2 separate regions of the Xenopus tropicalis genome follow, and region 1 is linked to region 2. Evidence: chromatin contacts called from public Hi-C data. All regions are on one chromosome and are shown on one strand. The core of a region is the stretch at or near the end of the contact, and the rest is flanking DNA. Distances in the headings are between cores, read along the strand shown.

Region 1 (5,388 bases), core at 2,785-5,284, 190 kb after region 2:
GAGAGCACAATCCCATGTCTTTGTCAATTTATAGCTGGGGATCCCACAGCCAGACTTAGGGGCCGATTCATTAAAACACGAGTTCGAATCCCGAATGGGAAAAATTCGGATTGCATACGATAATTTCTGAAGATCACAAATATCACGAAAATGCTTTCGAAAAAATCGTATTAGTCACGATAATATCGTACTGGCGATCCGAAAGTCACAAAATTTTTGTACCGAACGATTGTAAACAGTGGCAGAACCTTTCCGAATTTTTCGCGCAGGCATACGAAGAGTCGCACAAGTGCAAAAAAATTGGCAAAAGTACGCTCGGATCGTTCGTGTCTTAATTAATCTTCCCCCTAGTATATCCTTTAAACTGTAACTATTATATCACCCTTGTATCTGAGAATGCCAGTAACCTGTTGTTGACTGCATAATGTGCAATAATTGGGACTGGAATCATTTCTCCATCATTAAACTTCATTACTTTTTTTATATTCTTTAACTGACAATAACTTTTCCTCTGCAGGTCAGAGCTCCCTAATTAACTTGTGAGTTCATGCCTAAAAATGATATAATTAACCCCCTCATGCTGTAAGTATCATTATCCTAAACCTTAAGATAATTATAAAAAAAAAAAAAGGGTCAGCACCTTATTGAGCCAAACAGTAATTCTACTGGCAGTGATGTTTGTGGAATGGGTCCCCTCTAGGACTACACTATGCCATTACAAGCAATGTATTTAATTGGTCCATCACTCCTGGGACCAAATAAGTGCCAATGGGCCAATGGTAGTGACATTTACAATGAATTAGTTCCAGTTAGGATTAAACTGTGCTAAGTACCTGCGTTTTAAGGACCTTTTTTTGTGAAAAAAGGGTAGAAGAACAAGAACACATAACAAAGTAATGTAAATAAAGGTAAATATACAAGGTGCTCTACTCACAAGTATAATCAACAAAATATAATGTGTATAATTTATATTGCCCATGAATCTTAAAGGGACAGTAACACCAAAAAATGAAAGTGTATAAAAGTAAATACTATATAATGTAATGCTGCCCTGTACTGGTACAACTGGTGTGTTTTCCTTAGAAAGACTACTATAGTTTATATAATAAAGCTTCTGTGTAGCCACGGGGGCAGCCATTTACAGGAGAAAAAACACAGGTTACTTAGCAGATAACAGATAAAACCCCATTATATTCTACAAAGCTTATCTGTTATCTGCTATGTGCCTGTGCCTTTTCTCCTTTTTCCCAGCTTCAATGGCTGCCCCCGTGTTGACATAGCAGCTCATTTATATAAACTATAGTAGCGTTTCTGTTGCAAACTTACCAGTTTTACCAGCACAGGGCAACTGTACATTATATTTTAATTACTTTAAAACACTTTCATTTTTTGGTGTTACTGTTCCTTTAACAGAGAAATGCAGAGGCAAACAGGTTTGTGACTGGCCACAGGCTGATTGGGTAGTCATTGTCCTGTGTGGCCAACCACAGGTCACCCCCATAGGTTTTTGCCACAAGGACAGTTGAGCAGGCCTAGATTGGCAGTCTGTGGATTCTGGCAAATGCCAGAGGGTCTGCAAAAGATGCCATAGACAGTAACTATTTATTGGGCCTGTGGGGAGCTGTATTGGGTCTCTGTGTATTTGAATCCCAGTCTAGAGCTGCAGATGAGAACCTTTCTTCAGACAAGCATTCTACCAGGGGAAGCAAAAGCCACCTCTAGTAACATTATTTTTATAGTACACAAATTTTAGGAGCTGAGGTCAAACTACATCACTAATCACAAATTATAACTGATGACAACATTAAACTTTGCATAAGGATATATATCACAGAATTTGCATGGCTAATAATAAAATGTAAGAACTCCCAAACATACTTTGCTTTTCAGAATACTAAAAAAATTGTATTATTATTAACATTTATTTATTAAGCACCAACATATTCCGCATATTCAGCTTATCAGTTTACAATTGCTCAATATGAAAAAATTGCGACGGCGACGAAAAAGTCGCGCAAAATACGATAAAGTTGTGACGGCGACGAAAAAATCGTGCAACATACGAAAAAAACGCGACGGCGATGAAAAAGTCGCAAAATTTTCGTTTCCAATCCGATTTTTTCCCATTCGGGATTCAGATTCGTGGATTAGTAAATGTGCACCAAAGTGTTGGAGAGAAGTTAACACTTGAATTCTGGGTGTTTAATGCAACAATACACACACAAGTGTGTAACAAGGAGAGTGCAACACTGTCTATTTCCCCAACATAGATAGCCAGCTAGCTGCATCATGGTGAAATCATGCATAAAGGGTGTGTGGTGTAAGAAGGTAAAATCACATATATTTCCTTTCTTATATAAGGGCATGGATATTATTTTTCAATGCCAAATCTTATTTCAGCAGGCTTTCCACAAGGCTGAGAATCAGCTTTGTGTGGCACTAGCCTAAAGGATGATATAATCTGATATACAAACACACGCACATATACAATACAATGCCATGTCCTTGTAGTAACTAGTATCCTAGTTGAAGAACTTTTTGTTCTGAACAAAAACATAACAAACTGATGATTTATTTCCTATTAAATAATAATTGACTTATCAAATAATCTTACTGAATTGGCATATACATGTCAGTCTGTATTGCCCTGTTACATCTTTATCACTCACTGAACACCTGACAGGAAAAAAAACAGCAAGAAGAAAGGAGGTAAATGACACAGCTCTGTGAATTCACTGGGTGATGTAATTCAAAGGATGATGTAACCCAGCATTTATGCATGCCCTTTGTATCTGAGCCCAGTGCCTCATACAAGAGAGGTATGGTCACTAAAATGGTACTAATTTATTATGGAAATATAGAATGAGACACAGTAGGGCTTATTTTTTTTAAAAATCTACTATAATTAAAGGCACTTGCATCAAAATGCACTCCTAAAGTTGTGCACTGTGACAGTCCTTCCTGCCTTGCTTTCAAAATGGGCTTTGCTGCACCTACTGAGGCATCGCTTTACTGCCACCTTCTGACCAGGCGGTAGGTCCAGGGTTTTTCTTAGCGCCCTGTTTTAATAGGTGCAGCAGACTTGCGCCTAGAGAACCTTAAACAGATGTTAATCACACACCAGAAATGACGCCAGATGGACTTAAGCTCAATGGAGTCCAATTTGTCACAAAATGCACATGCAGTTGCATTAATTTTGCCACATTGCCCACAACTGTCAGGTGCAACATATTCTGCTGTACAGATGGGTATATAACAATTAGCAAGCCAATACAGGTATGGGATCCCTTATCCGGAAACCTGTTATCCCAATTACAGGAAGGCCATCTTCCGTAGACTCCAATTTAATCAAATAATTCTAATTTTTAAAAATGATTTCCTTTCTATCTGTAAAGGTAGAAAAAGTACCTTGTACTTGATAGTAACTAAACTTCATAAATCCATACTGGTAGCACAATAATCCTGTTAGAATTATGTATGTATATATGTATGTTTTAATGAATGATTGTTAAAGTATGCTGATCGAATTACAGAAAAATCAATTTTTTGGAGAACCCCCAGTCCCAAACATTCCGAATAATCGATCTTATACTTACAGTATGATATGAGGGCCCTGCCTGTAAGGCTTACAGTCTAAATTCTTTACTGTTTAGCAGGTATGGTCATCCACAGACAGTAACTGCTCCACAGCCTGCATTCTACCTGCCCTTTACTCGTTGCTGAGTTGTAACCCTAGGAGTTACAGTAATTATAACATATGAGCCCCCCTTTTATACTGGAAGTATTGTAACTACTGGGTGACAGTCTGTGCCTCTGGCTGCCCTACAGACACAACATTCACACATTTGAAGCTGCTGCTATTGCTAAATTGAAGTCGGTGGTGTGTACTCACTCTGATACGACAGAAAGGGAGTTCACCACATAGGAGACAGGCAAGGCGGTGAGGGAGAGCAGGAAGGGCCCTCCTGGCTCCGGAAGACGCATGGTAGATAATAAACGCAGGCCCTTATTACTCTGGAGCTGACTGGGAAGTGCAGGAGTCTATGCTACCCACCAGACGGGTTATACTTCTTTACAGCTGAAGGAGATTGGTTGCTGGTAGAGGGGGAACTGCCTGACTGAAAGCACAGCTTCGATTTCATCCTGTACAAAGTTCACTTAACTTTCTTATACCTCTAAGCTGACTAACATTGCAACACAGTTCGCATGCTGATAATCGGACACGGACTCTGTTAACCCCTGCACAGATTGGCGAGAGCTACAATGTGCAGGGGAAGGGAATTTCGTATAAATACGCTTTAGCATAAATACATCATACCTTAAAAGAACACTTCTGAGCTAAAAGGCCCCACCTGCATCCCTCTACTGTTGGACTACAACACACATAAACTCTCCATCTATCATCAACACCTTAGAAAAATCTCTTTTTAATCAGAAGCAGTGGCTTGGGTGGCTCTCAGCACAAACTTAGGGCTGTGACACACGGGGAGATTATTCGCACCACAACAAATCTCCCATGTCGTGTGTGACTAATCTCCCCTCAATGCCATTCCACCGGTTAGAATGTAAATTGCTGGTGGGATGGCATACGTGGGAGATTTGCCAAAGTTGCCTTGAAAGGAAACTTTGGTGACTTTGGCAAATTGTGGCGCTGCGGGATAGCATTGAGGGGAGATTAGTTGCCGGTATGTTGGGAGTTTTGTCACGGAGCGACTAATCTCCCTGTGTGTCACAGCCCTTATAAAGTCTAGACTCACTGCTTATCCTTCAGAGAGACCCTATTGTTCTTGTTGCAAGGGTCCCGTGTACATTAGCAATCTAAAAGTAGACAGAAAGATGAATTGGAGAGGGGCAGATATGACAGAAACTTTTAAAATAATAACATCAAAAACAAAATATATGGAAGCAACATAAATATGCCTTCTTGTTGCCAAGCATTTCAGACTAATGACCCCTCTGGCACAGGCAGTAAGCCAGGTGCGGTGGAGCAGAAGTATATATATAGTGTTAACTTTTTTGGTATATTCAAAATGAAATACCACTCTGCCTAATATGCTTTAGTAATACAATGTTGCATGAGCAAGTTTAATAGTAATACAAACATGTGGGTTATTTCTTAGGTGAGTCAGTTTGAATACTCTGCAGGTCATGCGTAGAGCAGGGTCACAACGCCAAGATATTATATACCATTTTTCTTTCATCAGCAACATCACAGAGATTCTATGTCTGAACCATCAGTATATTTGCAGAGATAGTTAACTACTGCAGATATGTGTTTTAGGAACCCTATTTAAAACCATACACACAAAAGGCATTCAGGCACTAATCTATTGACTCCTGTGTGGGTGCATTTGATGAGCTGTGTCTGAACTATGCCCCTTTGCTTAT
Region 2 (5,029 bases), core at 1,689-4,188:
CTTGCTATAGAGCAGCGGTTCTCAACCTGTGGGTCAGGACCCCTTTGGGGGTCAAACGACCCTTTCACAGGGGTCGCTTAAGACCATCGGAAAACACATATTTCCGATGGTCTTAGGCGACCCCTGTGAAAGGGTCGTTTGAAAAAGTTTTATGGTTGGGGGTCACCACAACAGGAGGAACTGTATTAAAGGGTCACGGCATTAGGAAGGTTGAGAACCACTGCTATAGAGACATATACCTATGGTGCCTTACTTTTTCATTCCATCTGAATGTGAAAAGTGATGTATGTGATGTAAGTGATGTATGTTTTTATATCTAAACAAGTTAATCAGTGTATGAATGTGTGTTAGTGTAAGGATGTTCTTGCATCAGTATGTGTGTAGAAATGCATTTGCTATGTGCGAGTGAAGGTTCTTTAAGAACTATATGAGTGTGGGTGTCAGTACGCACATTTCACCAGTGCCAAAACATGTTTATTGCTACCAATTACAGCCCCAAGCAGGGGTTTTTCTTTTATATGATCAATCACAAAATTGAAACAGTTGTTGTGGCCTTACCAACCCCAAGCACTTGGTATCTCAGGATATTGCAGTTTTCCCCTCCAAGTTTTATATTTTTGGTGCAACGGACATCTTAAAATAGATGCCCGATTGCCTAAGGAGCCATTCTGGCTGTTATATTGCTGCAAGCTCCCATAAAGAGAAACAAATAATAACCGGACTTTTGGTACTGCTTAGGCATCAGGGAGGTATTGTGGCTGCAGCAACACTGTAATCGATTTTGTCAGAATTCAATTGTTCTGGTTAACTATCACTGTGGACCACTTGGGCATCACAAACCTATAAATGCCCAGTTTTTTTTTTAAAGAAGCCTATGTAGTAGAGCAGGGATCCCCAACCTTTTATTTTTTTATTTGCGAGCTACACTCAGATGTATAAAGTGTTGGTGAGCTACACAAGCATGAAAAAAGTTCTTTGGGGGTACCAAATAAGGGCAGTGATTGGATATTTGGTATCCCCATGTGGACTGCTGGCCTGCAGGAGGCTCTGCTTGGAAAATTTGCCTCCAAGCCAGAAATTAAAGAATTGGCACCTACTTTGAGGCCACTGGGAGCAACATCAAAGGGGGTGGTGAGCAACATGTTGCCCCTGAGCCACTGGTTGGGGATCACTGTAGCAGAGCTTTCATAACATCAGAGAGGGTATGTAATGCAAAAAAGGATATTTGAAGAGTGTTGGTGTCTTCAGGGTAGAAGTCTGCTATCTTCACCAATTCCCCATCTTTGTAGCATCCTAGGAACAAAAGAGATGTATTCAGTTTTTCATAACTCACTAAAAACCCTTTACAGTCCCTTTTATTCTGTATAATGTTATTGGATAGCTTTATGTATAGTACAGCCTAAGTCTGGCCATTGTCTGCAAAAAGCTGCAGTTACTCGGAACCAGAGACTCATTATTCATGTAAAATTACCTAATCCTTGTGCAGCCTAGTGAAAAGACATTCAGAATGGAATGTCAATGGTAACAACTCTGTTTAGTACAGTAATACTATAGTAATGTACTCAGATTGAAAAGTCCATCATTTCACAGCTTACCTTCTAGAGCACAGGTTTGGCAGGAAAAACCTCCTTGGAACTGAAGATGAATCTGAGAGACTAATACATTCTGTGGAAATTCCATCAAAACCCACTGACACGACCCCTATAAGCAACAAAAACATCACAAAATCCAATTAGGGGTAAATATTTTGCCTACTAGAAATGTGAAAAGATATGGTTGGGGTGGGGGGTCTATAGATAAATTACAGCTGTAAGCCAATTCTGTAAGCATCTGACCTATAAAGTAATCTTATCAACTTGGCAAATACATATGAGTAAATATCTAGTCTTCCTTGAGCCTCCATTTTGTGATATTCTGTGTGCTCCACCCCTAAACACTTGATACCAATAAGAGAAAATGATTGTAGGGTCTAACTGTATAAGGAAGGGTACAATGTTTGGGGGAATAGTATCCCTTTAACCTACAAACGCGGTTCTCAGTAGTTTAGAACATAACATAGAAGTTAAAATGAAACAGGCATTATTTAGACATGGGGCACCAGATTTTGTGTGCCCAATTAAACTGAAGCTAGGGCATTAGGGTTTTCATTGCATTACACTGAAAAAAGCACCACCCATTTCTGAGTAACTGGAAGAAACCAGAGTTTCTAATGGAGTTTTTTGTGCAATGCTGGACTGCTATGAGCCAATGATAGATCCCCAGTCTCATTTCATGTGGCCAACACATGCAAAATGGCCAATGGCCTCCCCACTCATATCTAGCCGAACATCAGACACCAGTGAGGTAGTCAGCTCCTGGCAGATCAACAGTGTGATCCAATCACAAACCCAAGGTTGAGACAAATTATTATTCTTTTTATTATTTAAATTATTATTATTATATACAGATTATTATTCACATGGTCCATCCAGTTGGTAGCCAAATCAGGCTCTGTATGGCCAAATTTAGACCAAACTCTCCCCCTGAAACCCCCTCACCTGATCCGAGTTCCAGCATGTCTCCTCCCTGCCATCGAACAGAAATTGTTTGCCAAACTGCTTGACATCTCGGTTAAGTACAGAGCTGACCCTGCAGATAAGGAACAGACTATTATGATACTAAACAGTAGTGAGCGCCGAGCAGATCCGAGCCCGGTATTTGTGTAACACAGACACGTGTCACACTGACTGCCCAGCCGCCCCTCTACTAGGAAACGTTTGTACTTATTCTACCTTCCCTGAAAATAGATTACTTGGAGAACCTCACCTACTTATAGTCACACTGCTCAGCACAGACGTTACCATCTTGATGTAAAGAGCATCCCCGGAAGGAATGATTATTGCATATTTTAGTTACGGACCCGTGCGTTCCAATTGCGTTCCAAACCTCTCACTCCATACTTCGCGTAAAGATTGGTTAATACTATTCCATGGGGCTGGTTGTAGTGCCACCTTCCGGGCAGCAGAGAGAGCCATTGCCCAACATAACTACAATTTTAGGTCTGTGAAAATGAATCCTATAGGTTGAATAATGTGACCGGAGGGTGGTAATGATAACTAAGTAGGTGTAAGGTTATTCCATTGAGAACAGTTATGGGTAGAAGTAAGTGACAGTGGATAGAATATAAGTGGTGTTAAATTTTATGTTTGAATAGCTATGGTCATTTTAAGTAACTGATATCCCCAATAAAGGGGACCTAACTACTCAGTTTCGGACTGGGGTGCCAAAGGCCCACCTGAAAACCTTAGACCTTAGGCCCACTCTCCCCTTCTCTGTTCACTCACGTTCTTTAATCTCTTAATTACTTCTTTGTATATACTATTATCTATCCTTTTCTCCATTTATTCTCATATAGAATTGAGTAATGGCCATGGTATAGGCTTACAAGCCAAATAGTTAGGAGCAGGAGGGCCCACTGACACCTGGGCCCTCTGGGAGTTTTCCTGGTATCCTGGTGGGCCAGTCTAACACTGTATTTACTAACTGCTAATAGAAAAAGTTATTAGCTATAAGCGAAATACAATCAATACTTCCCTCTTGCTGGATCTTCTAACAGTGCAACAGACTCTTTTTGTTGGAAGATCCTTTAATTTGTAGTCAAGCAAGAACTGGGGTGCTAGGTTTAGACCTCTCTTTTACCTAATGTAATTGTTGAAAGCATACAACAATTTTTATATAAAATGCACTATATGGCCAAAGATGTACAGACACCTGCCTGCCCAACTTCTCATTCTAAACCAAGGGTATAAATATTAAATTGGTTCTCCCTTTAGGGCTTCAGGGAATACTGCAGTCAGGGTCCTCACTGCACAGGGGGCTCCAGGAGATTTGAACATGTGATTAGTGGGTCATAACGGGAGCAGGACATGTGGGGGACTGGGTGGGATTTGAATGGATCATGGGTGTTTTAGCATAATTGGACATAACAGAGGTGGATCAGGGGTATATGGTCATGCATGCACAGGCCATTTTCTTTTGATTAATAAATGATGATGATTAGGGCCAATTCTGCTTGTTGGCAGAGCCCTCTGCAGTCATTTCGCAAAAAAAATGGTTTTTATTTAGGGTACGAAAGCAACTCTTAGTATTTCTGCATAGTTTTGTTTGGCACTGCTGCATTCGTCTGCCTTTCTGATGTGAATCTCCCACAATGCATTTATTGATGCAGAGGAACACAGTAGATCTGGGTGCAGGCCATCATCAATTGACACAGCTAACTTGCACTTACTGAATCAGGCACTAATGTAATTTTGATGGTGACATCCAAACATCATTTTCAGTGCAAATGCAGTGGATTCACATAGAAGAGCAGGCACAGTTGCTCTTATTTAAAAGCATTGTCTGCAAATGCAAAGTTTTTCCACTGCAAAGTTTCATACTCAGAGCTGATTCTATTTGCCAAATACAATATGTAGTTATGCGTCCACACAACAGTATAATATTAAGAATTATGTCTATTTCAGTGTTTAATATGGAGAGCCATTTCCTAAGACAAAGTTCAATATTCAGAGCTTTGTCAGGCTCCTAATAAAAAGTACAATATGTTGAACTGTGACCTTATGTCATGTACAAGGCTGTCTCCAGTGCATAGTTTAATAAGCAGAGCTGTCTTCAGTGTCATGTACAATAGGTAGACCTTTTGTCAGACGCAAAGGACAACAGGCAGAAGTGTCTAAGAGGTCATGTACAATATGCATGACAAAACACAGCTTGCTTGCAGCCTGTAGATCATGTGAGGGCAGTGTCCAGTTGAGTGCAGGCTACCCGGCATCGCCCCTAGTTCATGCTCAGGCTCAATACACACAGCCCTTTAAATATATTTGGTTTTACACAGTATTTTCAAATATCAAATATGATATTATCTTGACTATTCCGATTTTTTCGTAAGCATTTTCGTGATATTTGCGATCATCAGAAATTATCGTATCCAATCTGAATCTTTCCCATTTCGGGAATCGAACTCGTACTTTGATGAATGTGCCCCCTAGTG

Evidence for each region. Hi-C and Micro-C count contacts between places; a contact is called where the count stands out from the background.
Region 1: a Hi-C map of tailbud embryo shows a contact between it and region 2, with 3 times the contacts expected there. The contact joins the promoter of tm6sf2 here to the promoter of nr2c2ap in region 2. A contact is called at or near these places in 2 of 5 Hi-C or Micro-C datasets (brain and tailbud embryo).

The regions. Positions count from the first base shown.
Region 1 is chr1:114,101,714-114,107,101 of UCB_Xtro_10.0, forward strand. It overlaps tm6sf2 (transmembrane 6 superfamily member 2), which reads right to left and starts at 4,035. Exons shown (of 10, transcript NM_001128019.1): 1 at 3,893-4,035. The coding sequence starts at 3,984.
Region 2 is chr1:113,910,833-113,915,861 of UCB_Xtro_10.0, forward strand. nr2c2ap (nuclear receptor 2C2-associated protein) reads right to left here and starts at 2,939. Exons shown (of 5, transcript NM_001016306.3): 1 at 2,806-2,939; 2 at 2,538-2,628; 3 at 1,596-1,701; 4 at 1,226-1,293. The coding sequence starts at 2,843.